Regions from separate parts of the Mus musculus genome. Here region 2 is linked to region 1. Evidence: chromatin contacts called from public Hi-C data. All regions are on one chromosome and are shown on one strand. Each heading gives the region's core, a stretch centred on a gene start, on an enhancer-like site or on the middle of the called end of the contact. The rest is flanking DNA. Distances are from core to core; before and after follow the strand shown. Region 1 overlaps Abhd17c (abhydrolase domain containing 17C). Region 2 holds the start of 2610206C17Rik (RIKEN cDNA 2610206C17 gene).

The links. Hi-C and Micro-C count contacts between places; a contact is called where the count stands out from the background.
Region 2: a Hi-C map of liver shows a contact between it and region 1, with 2.1 times the contacts expected there. The contact joins the promoter of 2610206C17Rik here to the enhancer-like site in region 1. A contact is called at or near these places in 2 of 39 promoter capture datasets (cranial neural crest and liver), 6 of 484 Hi-C or Micro-C datasets (CD4 T cells, LSK cells, embryonic stem cells and 2 more), 1 of 115 datasets of contacts at active chromatin or transcription factors (extraembryonic endoderm stem cells) and 1 of 9 other capture datasets (liver).

What each region holds. Positions count from the first base shown.
Region 1 is chr7:84,131,998-84,137,418 of GRCm38.p6, reverse strand. The region is part of intron 1 of Abhd17c (abhydrolase domain containing 17C); the gene reads left to right. Among named protein-coding and RNA genes, the nearest start is that of Abhd17c, 17 kb to the left of the region's middle. Within about 2 kb of position 2,103, at least 53 of the 459 cell types and tissues checked have an H3K27ac peak or open chromatin away from gene starts, as enhancers often do. A contact at or near this core is called in liver, where this site is marked.
Region 2 is chr7:84,687,955-84,693,751 of GRCm38.p6, reverse strand. It overlaps 2610206C17Rik (RIKEN cDNA 2610206C17 gene), which reads right to left and starts at 4,112. Exons shown (of 5, transcript NR_038175.1): 1 at 3,938-4,112. It overlaps Zfand6 (zinc finger, AN1-type domain 6), which reads left to right and starts at 3,795. Exons shown (of 7, transcript NM_001360578.1): 1 at 3,795-4,006.

The sequences.
Region 1 (5,421 bases), core at 854-3,353:
GTGTGTGTGTGTGTGTGTGTGTGTGTATGTGTGTGTGTGTTGTGCAGGACAATCACGCCTAAGATTAAGGCAAGATCAGAATTTAGAGTTCTGTGTGTGAATTATCATCCTCCCTGTCTGCTTCATTTTGCTGTGCCTTTGGGTGTGCATCAGTTGTGTAGCCTACAGGCTCAGTCTCCTGCTCTCATTTCAAGTTCAAAGGCCAGTACCCTAGGATTTCTTTTCCTGAATTGTAAGATTTGAGCACAACAATAAAATGTTTAGAAATTTCAGTCTTTGAACAAATTCAGTACTTGGTGTGTCCCTGTAGGATGTAGAGCTAAATGCCAAGTAGGGGTTTACATTGCACATACTTAATATTTAATTGGCATCTGAAAAGATGACTTTGAATACCTTCCATTCTATACTGACTTCCACTACCCCTTGGAGCTCAGAATTGTGGTTGTGTAACAAACAACATTCTGAAGACAGTACTTTCTGGCTCTGGAAATGCCTGAAGAAGGAAGCAGCTTCTCTCAAGAGTGGTTGTTTGGGTTCCAGAGTAGTTTTTGAGCCTTGTGCTTCAGGTTCCTTTTCTATAAAATGGGTTTCTTTTTAAAGAGTTGTTTTTCCCCTGGTGTTGGCAAAGTTTGGTAAGTTTTTTGTTTTTTGACTGAAAAGAAGAGAAATGAGTCACTTAAGTGTATAGCTCGTCCTCGGCGATGTGAAAAATAGAAACCTGGTGTTTCTAAGGGAGTTGCAGTTTTCAAAGTGCTCCAGGTACCTTTGATCCTGAGAACAGTTCTATGGGAAGAGCAGGAGGTGGGCTGTGCACTTGGGGAGTTAGCAAAAGGAAGCCAGTTGGCAGTGGGTTGCTGAGCCAGGGGCTGAGGAGTGAGTGTCAGCTGTCATCATTTCTCCCGACTTTTAAACAGTCCTATGACCCACCTCAGTGAGTCTGTTGGTAGTTGCTTCCAAGTTGTGTCTTCCGAGTTGGACCCTTTCCTCCGTTTAGAGCAGTTGAGTGTGCTGCCTCACTTACTGATATTCCTGTTCTTGGTTATGATTAATGGTTAACTCAGTTAACTTGTTTGTTTATTTTGAAATGCTCTGTTGAAGCTAAGGCTTTGAAACTGTAGCAAAGCCACTGCTAGAACAATACTATTTAAATAGGGAGGGGGGGTGGAGGGGGTGGTATTTAAAACATCAGTTTGATTTCTTTATGGAACTTAAATTAGCATCTCAAGTCTCTTCCTTCCTGGAGTAAAATGTTTGTCTTCAGCAGCAGTTGCTTGGAAGACAGACACTGGGCAGTTCTGGAATGACTTACTGACCTGAGGACTTGGCTCCCAATGGGCTTGTTTGGAGACCACAGGAACAAGTAAGACAAGTTCTGTGACCCAGTTGGAGGTGTGATTCATAGCTTGTTAACAGTTGGTACATTGGTCTCAAAGTTTAGACAGTGATGGCCTCATTTGCTCCTAAAGCAAGGGGAGTTCTGGAGACCTGTCCAGACAGAGCCTGGAGACAGCTGGGCAGGACGGAGCCTCTCCCCCATCCAACTCCCTGATCCCATTCAAGTTTAGTCTCAAATTAGCCAGAGAGATTCAGAGGCATGGTGAAACACTGTACTCTGTAAAGTTCTGTACTTGTCAACAGGTTTTCAGATTTTGGCTCTTCCATTATTAAGAATAGCATTGTGACAGTCACATGATCCTTGGTGGAGTGATGAGGATGGTAATGATGTAGTAAACTCCTAATGTCAATGGCCCAAGAAGACATTTTGACTCCATAGCAAAGTAGGAAAGCAGGAAACAAAGACAGCGCCAGTTCCTGGAAAGCCAGATGAAGAAATTACCACTTTTCTGCTTTTTATTGTAATAATTGATTGCTGCTTGTAAACTTATTAACTCTTTTATTTTATTTGGGGAAGAAAGGGGCAATTTGGCAAGTATAAAATCTAGTCATCTAGGCTATACTCATACTGACCTAGGACTTAATTACTCTCATAAAGTTCTAATGCCAAGTTCAGAGTTAGTTTTCATTTCACTCACGGTGCTGGAAGTAGACCCTGTGGCCTTGCTTATGTTAGCAGGTGTACCAGGATTGAGTCATACCCCCAACACAAAACTTGGTCAATCAGATGATCAATTGTTGATACTTTGCATGACCCCATCTAGCTATCACCCCATCTAGCTGTCAGTTTATGTTTGTATTTGTTTAAAATGCACTAGTTTTGCCATGAGCAAAGGTAGAGAAGTGGTCATCTATCTCCTGTGGTTCGAATCCTGCTCTTCTCTCCTGCCTCCCCGCACAGTGTGCATCTCTACGAATAGTGAGTCAAGCAGAACTGCAGACAGTGTCCTGGCGGCTTCATTCATTGAGTGCTGAAGACAGAGGGTCTTAGTTATGGCTTGACTTTTACAGATGGTTTTGTAGCTTCTTATAAGTGTTCCTTAAGTGTCCCCCTTTTCTCTTTATACTTGAACATGCACTCTTATCTAGAGGCTAGTGATCGTTTACTGTGCGGGCTGTTTGTGTTGGGGGAATCAGAGCTAAATGTGCTAAATCCTTTTTATCTTCACTGTAGTCATTTCAAGCACATGTGTCTTATACATTTTAATTTTAGCACTTTTATCTTTCCATTTGGAGCTAAGGATATAGCTCAGAAGATGGAGTGGTTGCCGACTGTGCACAAAAAAAAAAAAGCCCTGGGTTCAGTTTGCAGTACTGCATATGTTGGGCATGGTGGCACACAGGTGTGATTCCGGCACTTAGGAGACAGACTATTCAAGGAATTCAAGGCCAGCCTTAGCTACATAGTGAGTCCCAGACTACTGTGGGCCGCATAGGTCTCTGAAAACCTTATTTGGTGCCTGGCATATTTCTTTCCAAGTAGTGGATATTATACCTAGCAGGATTCCTAGGGCTCCTAGGAGCTCAGATGCTCCAATTCTGGGACAACTGTAGCAGACGAGTTCTGGTTCTGCAGGTCATGTGTGGGGGAAGCAGCTTGCTCTGGGAAGGTGGGACTCTGCATGCTTAGCAGTGTCATTGCACTTCACACCTGTGGTGAGACCATCCCCAACTGTTTTTCTCCTATAAGAACTCTGGCCAAAACAGGTCCCTAACTTAGTGTTTAATTTTCTAAAACCAGCTTTGAATATTTTTGAAACACTGATATTAAGTACTTTCTTGAAGACCAAACATGGTAGCATACATCTTTAATCCAGTACTGGGGAGTCAGAGTTAGGAGGAACTGTGCGCTCAAAAACCAGCCTGGTCTACATAGGGAGTTCCAGGCCACCAGTACACAGTACACAGTACAACTCTGTCTGCAAAGAAAATAAAAGATAAATAAACATGTTCTTTTAATTTTGAGTGACAAGCTTCTTCCATATTCCCTTGCCACTGATCTTGTTAATGACTCTGTCTTGATTTTTTTTGATGAGAAATTGAAATGTAATGTAAATGCATTAGCGTCTGGTGACCTGGGAGCTAAGTGACAGCATTGCAGTGAATAGTTTGCATCTTTTGTCACAGCTTAAGAGACACCTGATTTATGAAGGACAAGGTGTAAAGTAAGAGAGAGAAATAGTCATTTTGGGGACCTGTCTGAACCAAGCCTCTTTAATTTCCTCCTAAAGCAGTAACCAGTGAACCCAGGTAGTGACACCATCCTCAGAATTTTTACCTGGGGACATTCACATAGGTTATGTCTCAGTAACTACAGATTATCTCTAGTTACTACACTGATCAGTCAGTGCGCCTGTAGTAAGTGCCAGGAGAGCTGAGTGACGTTTTGAGGACCAAGCTTCACAAGGAGAATGCATATATATATATGATGCCAGCAACAGCACAGAATGCAGTGGGGACCATGGGTGCTCTTAGTTCCCTAACTCCTTCCTCCCCGCAGCAGCTTCAGATAGTTACCAGCATTCTGTACAGGAGTTTTAGTATCAGCTCCTGCCAGGCACCCCAGCTTTTGACAATTATTTTTGGGTCTGTGCTTTCTGTGTGGGTGGTTTTAACTAGGGGATTTAAACTTATTGTGTGTGCATTTGAGGGGGTCACCTTGCTGCACCCTTACCTCTTGCTTGGCTCCAGTTCAGCTTTTATTACCACAATATGTAGTTTATAAACATTCACATCCTTTCTTGTATTATCCAGTGACTTCTCTTGGGTTTCCTTTTAAAAAAAAAAAAATTAAGGGGACTGGTGACAGTGGGTAAGAACACTAACTGTTCTTCCAAAGGTCCTGAGTTCAAATACCAGCAACCACATGGTGGCTCACAACCACCCATAATGAGATCTGACACCCTCTTCTGGTGTGTCTGAAGACAGCTACAGTGTGCTTATGTATAATGATAAATAAATCTCTTTTTAAAAATGTGTGTGTGTGTGTGTGTGTGTGAGAGAGAGAGAGAGAGAATGAAGAAGGAGGATGGACAGGCAGGCAGACAGTGTGTTTGTGGAGATCAGAGGATAACTTGCTGAGTATGGTCCTTCATGTGGATTCCAGAGTTTGAACTCAGGTCATAAGACTTGGCAGGAAGCCATCTGGCCAGGCTTCTTTTGGCTTTCTGTCATTTGAATTGCATTACAAAAGTCAACAAATACCATTCCCATTGGCATAAAGATGTGGTAGGAAATGTCTTCGTCTTGGGCCTGATGAAATGGCTCAATAGCTTATGGTGCTTGCTGCCCAGCCTGATGACCAGAGTGTAGTGTCCAGAACCCACATGGTGGAAGTTGAAAACCAAGTCCCACAAGTTGTCCTTTAACACATTCATACACATGATACACTAAGGACTGTCAAAATGGAAGGAAGAGAACGACAAAGACGATGTCTTTACATTACAGATCCGATTTCTGAGCTTTGGGGCTGTTCAGTGATTAGTACATATATCATGTATACTCTTAATGGGAGTTTAACAGTACGTCTGTGTGCTTTTTTGAATTTCGGTCTTTAAATAACTTTTCTCTGTGATATTTTCTTTTCCTTTCCTCGTACTTTTCGATTGCCCTTTTTCTCTCTCCTCATCTAGCCCTCAAATAGCTTTCTGAGATTGGACAAGCTCCCTTGTGCATAGTGTGCACAGATAAGTCAGCTATTACCATCCCTAGCTCCAGTGAGGTGTCCACACTGGTCCTCCCCTGCATGGCATGAGCCTTTGTATTTCTCACCACGGCAGTTTATGTCTGAAATGCGAAATACGTACTTGTGGAGAATGTAAGCATCAGATGCTGGTTCTTGTGTGTACTGTTAGGAGCTAATCGAGCACCAGCCAGGCATCCTGTATGTGCCACCTGCTCCCCAACAGGATCCTAAAAACAAGGCAGCCTGGCTGACCAAGGAGGAAGGCAGACAACAGGAAAGCTGGCCTCCATGGCCTGGATTCCGATGCATGTTCAAAGGCCGGGGAGGGTGAAAAGCCTTTC
Region 2 (5,797 bases), core at 2,863-5,362, 550 kb before region 1:
TCTATTTCCATTTTAAAATATTGAATAGTTTTGTTCATTTCATTCACCTGTTTGATTGTGTTTTCCTGTAAGTCTTTGAGGGATTTTTGTATTTCCTCTTTAAGGGCTTCTAGCTGTTTACCTGTGTTCTCCTGTATTTCTTTAAGGGAGATATTTATGACCTTCTTAAAAGTTCCCTATCACCAACATAAGAAGTGATTCTAGATCTGAATCTTGCTTTTCAGTTGTGATGATGTGATCCAGGACTTGCTATATTGGGAGAATTGGGTTCTGATGATGCCAAGTAACCTTAATTTCTGTTGCTTATGTTCTTATGCTTGCCTCCCGTCATCTGGTTAGCTCTAGTGCTACCTGCCTTTGCTATATCTGACTGGGGTCTGTCTTTCCTGTGATCCTGGTTGCGTCAGAACTCCTCAGAGTTCATCTCTCTGCGTGATCCTGTGATCCTGAGATCCTGAGTGTGTCAGAGCTTCTGGGAGTCAAGGGCCTCTGGGACCCTGTAATCCTGGTGTGACCAAGCTCCTGGGATCCTGAGATCTTGGAATCCTATGGTGCTGAGCATGTTAGACTGCCTGGGAGTGGAGCTTCTTCTGGGTGTTGAGGGACTGGCTGTAGAGTTGGCACCCAAGGTCTATTCAGGGCACAGGCTCAGACTGGAAGGAACCTGTGCCAGTGGTCGGGGGAGTTCCTGGGTGCCTAGATCATGCTGGGCACATTTACTTTCAGTGTTGGGCCAGATGTTGTGTCTTCCTCACCTCTGATCCTCTCTTACTTGGCTTTTAAATCACTAGTTCTTTCACATTTCTGTTAACCCTTTGTGTTTGCCTTCTTTCTGCTCTTGTCTGTGAACTCTCAAACCCATGCCTAGGGCTCATCCCTTGCTTTTCTTCACAGTCATTTTTCCATATCACTTTCATAGTTTAGCTACTATGTTCTAATGACTTAGGGATTTGACTCGTCTGTGAACCCTAGTGTCAAATATCCAACTACAACACTTACCTTTCTATTTGGATGTGTGGCAATGCCCAATGCAATGTCTACAAAAAAGAAAACCTCTGTCTTGGTCTACCTCTGAGTTGCACAAGCCAAAACCCAGTTTCACCCGATTGATCTCTCTTTCATTCCACATAGAGTGAAAATGTACCATCCTATCAGGAAACACAGTTGGCTCTACCATTAAAATGTGTCCCAAATTTGATCTCTTCCTGTGGCCACCCTTGTTGCCACCTGGGTGCAAGGCACCATTATCACTTACATGGAGTCACACAGAACCTTCCATATGGGGTCTTGCTGCTAACACTGGTGTTCTTGAGACTACTTTCAACATAGAATTATCCTTTAAAATTTATGGTGTTTCATGTTTTCTGTTTAAAACCCTGTGCTGGTCCATTTAATTTATAGTAAGAGTTTTATATTACCTCACAGGTCCACCTGATTCACAACTTCATCTTCCCAGGTCACAGGATCCACTAACTTAAGCCTTTTCTATGTTTCTGGCTTGAGAATGGTCCTTATTAATCCCTCACACTGGAATCTCCACCAAGATACTCTAACCACTTATTTTATTTAAACCTACTCTTCCCCATGGGGCCTATCCTGACTACTGTCCCTGGTCCAACAGCCTTCAAGCATCTGTTTATATAGTTACCTTCTCCATCTAGGTCACATATCACCTTATAATTCACAGCATACAGATGTTTGCTATTAGGTTTATTTGCATGCCCTCCATTAGAATTACCTCTCTAGAGGTGGAAAAATCTTTTCATCACTCACTAAACTTAGGACATAGAAAGATTAGAGATGGCTCAATGTAGTAAGTCAAAAAGTGCCTGAGCAACAATTTAAACCCTAGACGAAATTCTACATTCTTCTCATATAATTTTCCTTCCCAACGGCCAGAAACTAGTGAACCCTAAAAGAATTCCAGGCTGGAAAATGATTCCTGACACTTGCAGCATCTTTTAGCTGTCAGGATCCATCCACCCTTCCTTTTCCTTCCCTCCTCATGTCTAAGAAGTTCTTATATGTTACTAAATAAAATAACTACTCGCTTTGACCTTTTAGGCCTGCCATAATTGAACCTCAAACCGTTCCCAGTCTATCTATAGCCTTGTCTCCCCTATTACAGATCATCTTCTTGGGCAAAATCCTCTCGATGTTTTAGCCCATGTTTCTAAGTGTGTGTGTGTGTGTGTGTGTGTGTTGTTGTTGTTGTTGTTGTTGTTGTTTTGGTTTTGGTTTTGTACATAGCCTTGCCTGTCTGGAAACTCACTATGTAGATCAGATGGGCCTTGAACTCACAGAGATCAACCTGCCTCTGCCTCCCTAGTATTGAGTTTAAAGGTGTGAGTCTCCACACCTGGCTTTAAAGATTTATTTTCAAGTGTATGAGTGTTTTGACAGTTGTGAGCCACCACGCAGATGCTGGGAACCCAACCTAAGACCACTACAAGAGCAGTAAGTGCTCTTAACTGCTGAATCATTACTCCAACCTTAAATATAAATTTTGAATGGGTTGAATGTGCCTCAAAAACACCCTTAGGCCCTGGGTAGGGACCTTCTGTTCTGCTCTGGTTTCGAACAGCAGGCTTAGCTTTATTTTATTTGGCCCTGGGTTTCACTACTTAGCTCTGGTCACCCTGGAACTTGCTATATCCACCAGGCTGACCTAGTACTCACAGAGGTATATTTTTCTTTGCCTCTCCATGCTGAAAGTATAAAGGCCTGGGCCACGGTGGCTGGCCAGGCTTAGCTTTGGTGATTTATTTTAGAATATCCTGCCCCAGAAACTTGTCTGTCACCTCACAAGAGCATTGTGTGTTTCTCCCAAGCCCTCTTCAGGAACACTTCCTTTCGTTTTCCATGAAGTCATAAGAATTTTTCAAATGCCACCTTTTCTTCAAAGAATTCTACCTGACCTCCACCATGTCCTCTATTCTGTCTCCTCCTTATTCTACAGGATTACAGAAAGCAGCCCAAACCACACATGGTTAGCCGTATCTCAACCTTGTGACCATGAGCCCCTATTACTGTAAAAATAGGGCAGAAATTTCAGGGAAATAGGTAAAGAGAGCACAGTGACAAAGATAAACATTGTAAAACACCAAAAGGCACAACCCCAAGACTAACAAAATAACATAATTTCAAATAAAGACAGGACTCTAGGCAATCCTGTTTGGGCTGGGGAAATCTCAGGAGAGCTGTCCCCCACTTCTCCCGCACAACCTGTGCAGGGCTGCTGGACTAGAATCTACCGCTTCCGCGAGAAGGTCCAGGGGGCTTCCCGAGTCCAGGCGTGTAGGTGTGTATTACACAAGCGAGCACACACGCCTCAGGTCTCGCTCTCTGTAAATCGTGGTTCAGGACAGGGCAGAGTTCAGACCTGGCACTTTGGGCTGGCCCTCCTGGTCTTCTAGGGGCCTGGGCAACAGAATCTCAATCTATGTCGTCTCTCAAACTACGCAGGTGGAACACCAGCTCTAGACAAGGGTAGTCTATCCCTGGGAGGATGCAGAGCCCGGAGCTACGTCATCAGACACCCCATCCCCTCGCCGTCCCCCAAGTCTGCACCAGAGCCCTCTTGCTCCTGAGGCAACATCAAAAAGCTAACCTAGCCCGCTGACCTGGCCGAGGCAGGGGCGTGGCCGAGAGAAAAGCAGCGCCTCTGTGCCACGCCCCTCAAATGCCTTGACCAATAATAGCACTCTCCGAGATCCGGCCCCGCCCCCACGCCGCCTCCGGCCCGCGGCCCCGCCCGGGCCGGTCATAATTAGGCAGCGGGCTGGGACTGCCGCGTCAGCGCGCGTTGAGAGCCAATCGCGGGCGCTCCCTTGAGGCCGCGTCACAGGCCGAGCAGCCAAACAGAAAAGTTTAATAAACAGCGGACGGAGGGCCGGCGGCGGCGGGCCGGGAGCGAGTGGGGGTTTGGCGGCCTCACCTGTCCTCACTCTCAGCGGCGGCGAGAGGCGGCGGCGGCAGCGCGTCCGGCGGAGAGGGCCGCCGCCAGGTGAGGAGTGCGGGCAGCGGTGGGCGCAGCCTCCGGGCGGCCTGGGAGCCGGAAGCGGCGGGCGGCGCAGCAGGTGGCCTCGCAGTGGCGAGCGGAGGGCGCGGTCCCGGTGGGGCGCGGTCCCGGGCTCCCCGGGCGCGCGCTGAGCTCGGGGTCGGGGTGGGCGCGCCTGGGGCCAGTCCGGAGCAGCTGCCGCACGCCGGGCAGCGTCCTCACGTCCCTTTGGTAGGCTGAGGCTAGAGAAGGCTCAGAGGGAGTCTCCGGGATTCCAAGCTCTCTGCTCCTCTGAGAGCGTTTTCAAGTTTCTCACTGTTGGATGCGTAAACAAGCTACACGGAGTGTGGCGTCTGAAGTCAATCTAACTCTATCAGAACTCAGTGATTTGCCATCATCATCCAGAATTGTCAGGCGTTTGTGGGAACTGGGGCCTTGGGGTCACCTCCAAGCCGTGCATGCTAACTAGCTTGGTAGTCAGCACCTAGTGGTTCCGAAAACCGAAATTAAACGTCACTTTCAAACTATATTCGAAATTTATCCTTTTCCTAATTAAAATGCCACGTAGGCTTTTGAGATTATTTATGAAGTATTTTATGGCAATTGCTGTTTTATGTATTATTTCCAGGCCTGCGGGGACAATTTTTTGGTAAACCATGAACATTTAAATGGAGAAAAGACATTGTCTTAATTTTTCCTTTTTCCTTTTTTTTTTTTTTTTTTTAACATTTAAAAAACACGTAAGCCGGGCGTGGTGGCGCACGCCTTTAATCCCAGCACTTGGGAGGCAGAGGCAGGCGGATTCCAGCCTGTTCTACACAGTGAGTTCCAGGACAGCCAGGGCTACACAGAGAAACCCTGTCTCGGGGTGGGGGTGGGGTGGGGCGGGGAGACAAACATGTAAGAGGGGTAATAGGCACAGATAGGAAAATTTCAGGCTTGATTGCTGTTTTGACTGCAGCCATACTTTCCTGTGTTAATGTCAAAACTCACAATATGAGTTATATCACAAAGTTTTTAAAGTAATGGTCAGTCCTGGGAGAATACACAACACAATGTACTATAAAGAGAGAAAACATAAACTTTCAGACTCCTCACTCCAGAGCCAGAACTAGAACATTACTCAAACTTGTATGTGTTCACGAGTTTCTTATCTGGCCTAACCCAGTTTACTGTTTCTTACTGAGGTAAATAAACATTCTAGACTCGGTGGATTTGCTCATTCTCTAGCCTTTTAAAAATTAGTTTTGTCACACACTAATCTCTTCAAACAGTGTCACTTTAGGTTCCTTGCCCTTTGAACTTTGGACAGATAGTGTATGGTTGTGGTTCATCCATTTCATTGTTTCTTAATGCTGTGTTCCTCCCTTCACCCCAGTGTTTCGATGGTGTTTCTTGTTTTGCTTCTAACAAGTGTACTCTGGGAACTTTTCTTCTTGCAGCTGTTGTTGCCCAAGTTGCCTGTCGAAAAGTAAATACTGTAGATCGTGGTAGAAAGTTGTAGGCAATCAGTAATAAAATAGAGATGAAAACGTTACGATTCTGCTTCCTTCCTTTAATCAGGAAGACTCACTGTTCTTGTGACTGGTTCCTAGTTGCTATGTTTGCATGAGGAACTAAGATTTCTGTTAATCTCTACACCGAATCCCTTCAAACCGGCTGTGGAAAGTTTGGCACCCTTTGGTACTTCTCAGGGCAAAACCAGCAAGTGGGAGAAAACTCCATGTTTTGTGAAGCCACCCTGTCTGTTCTCCACCACTCCTCCCCTCCCTGCAGTCTCTGGCAGGTTATTGAGGA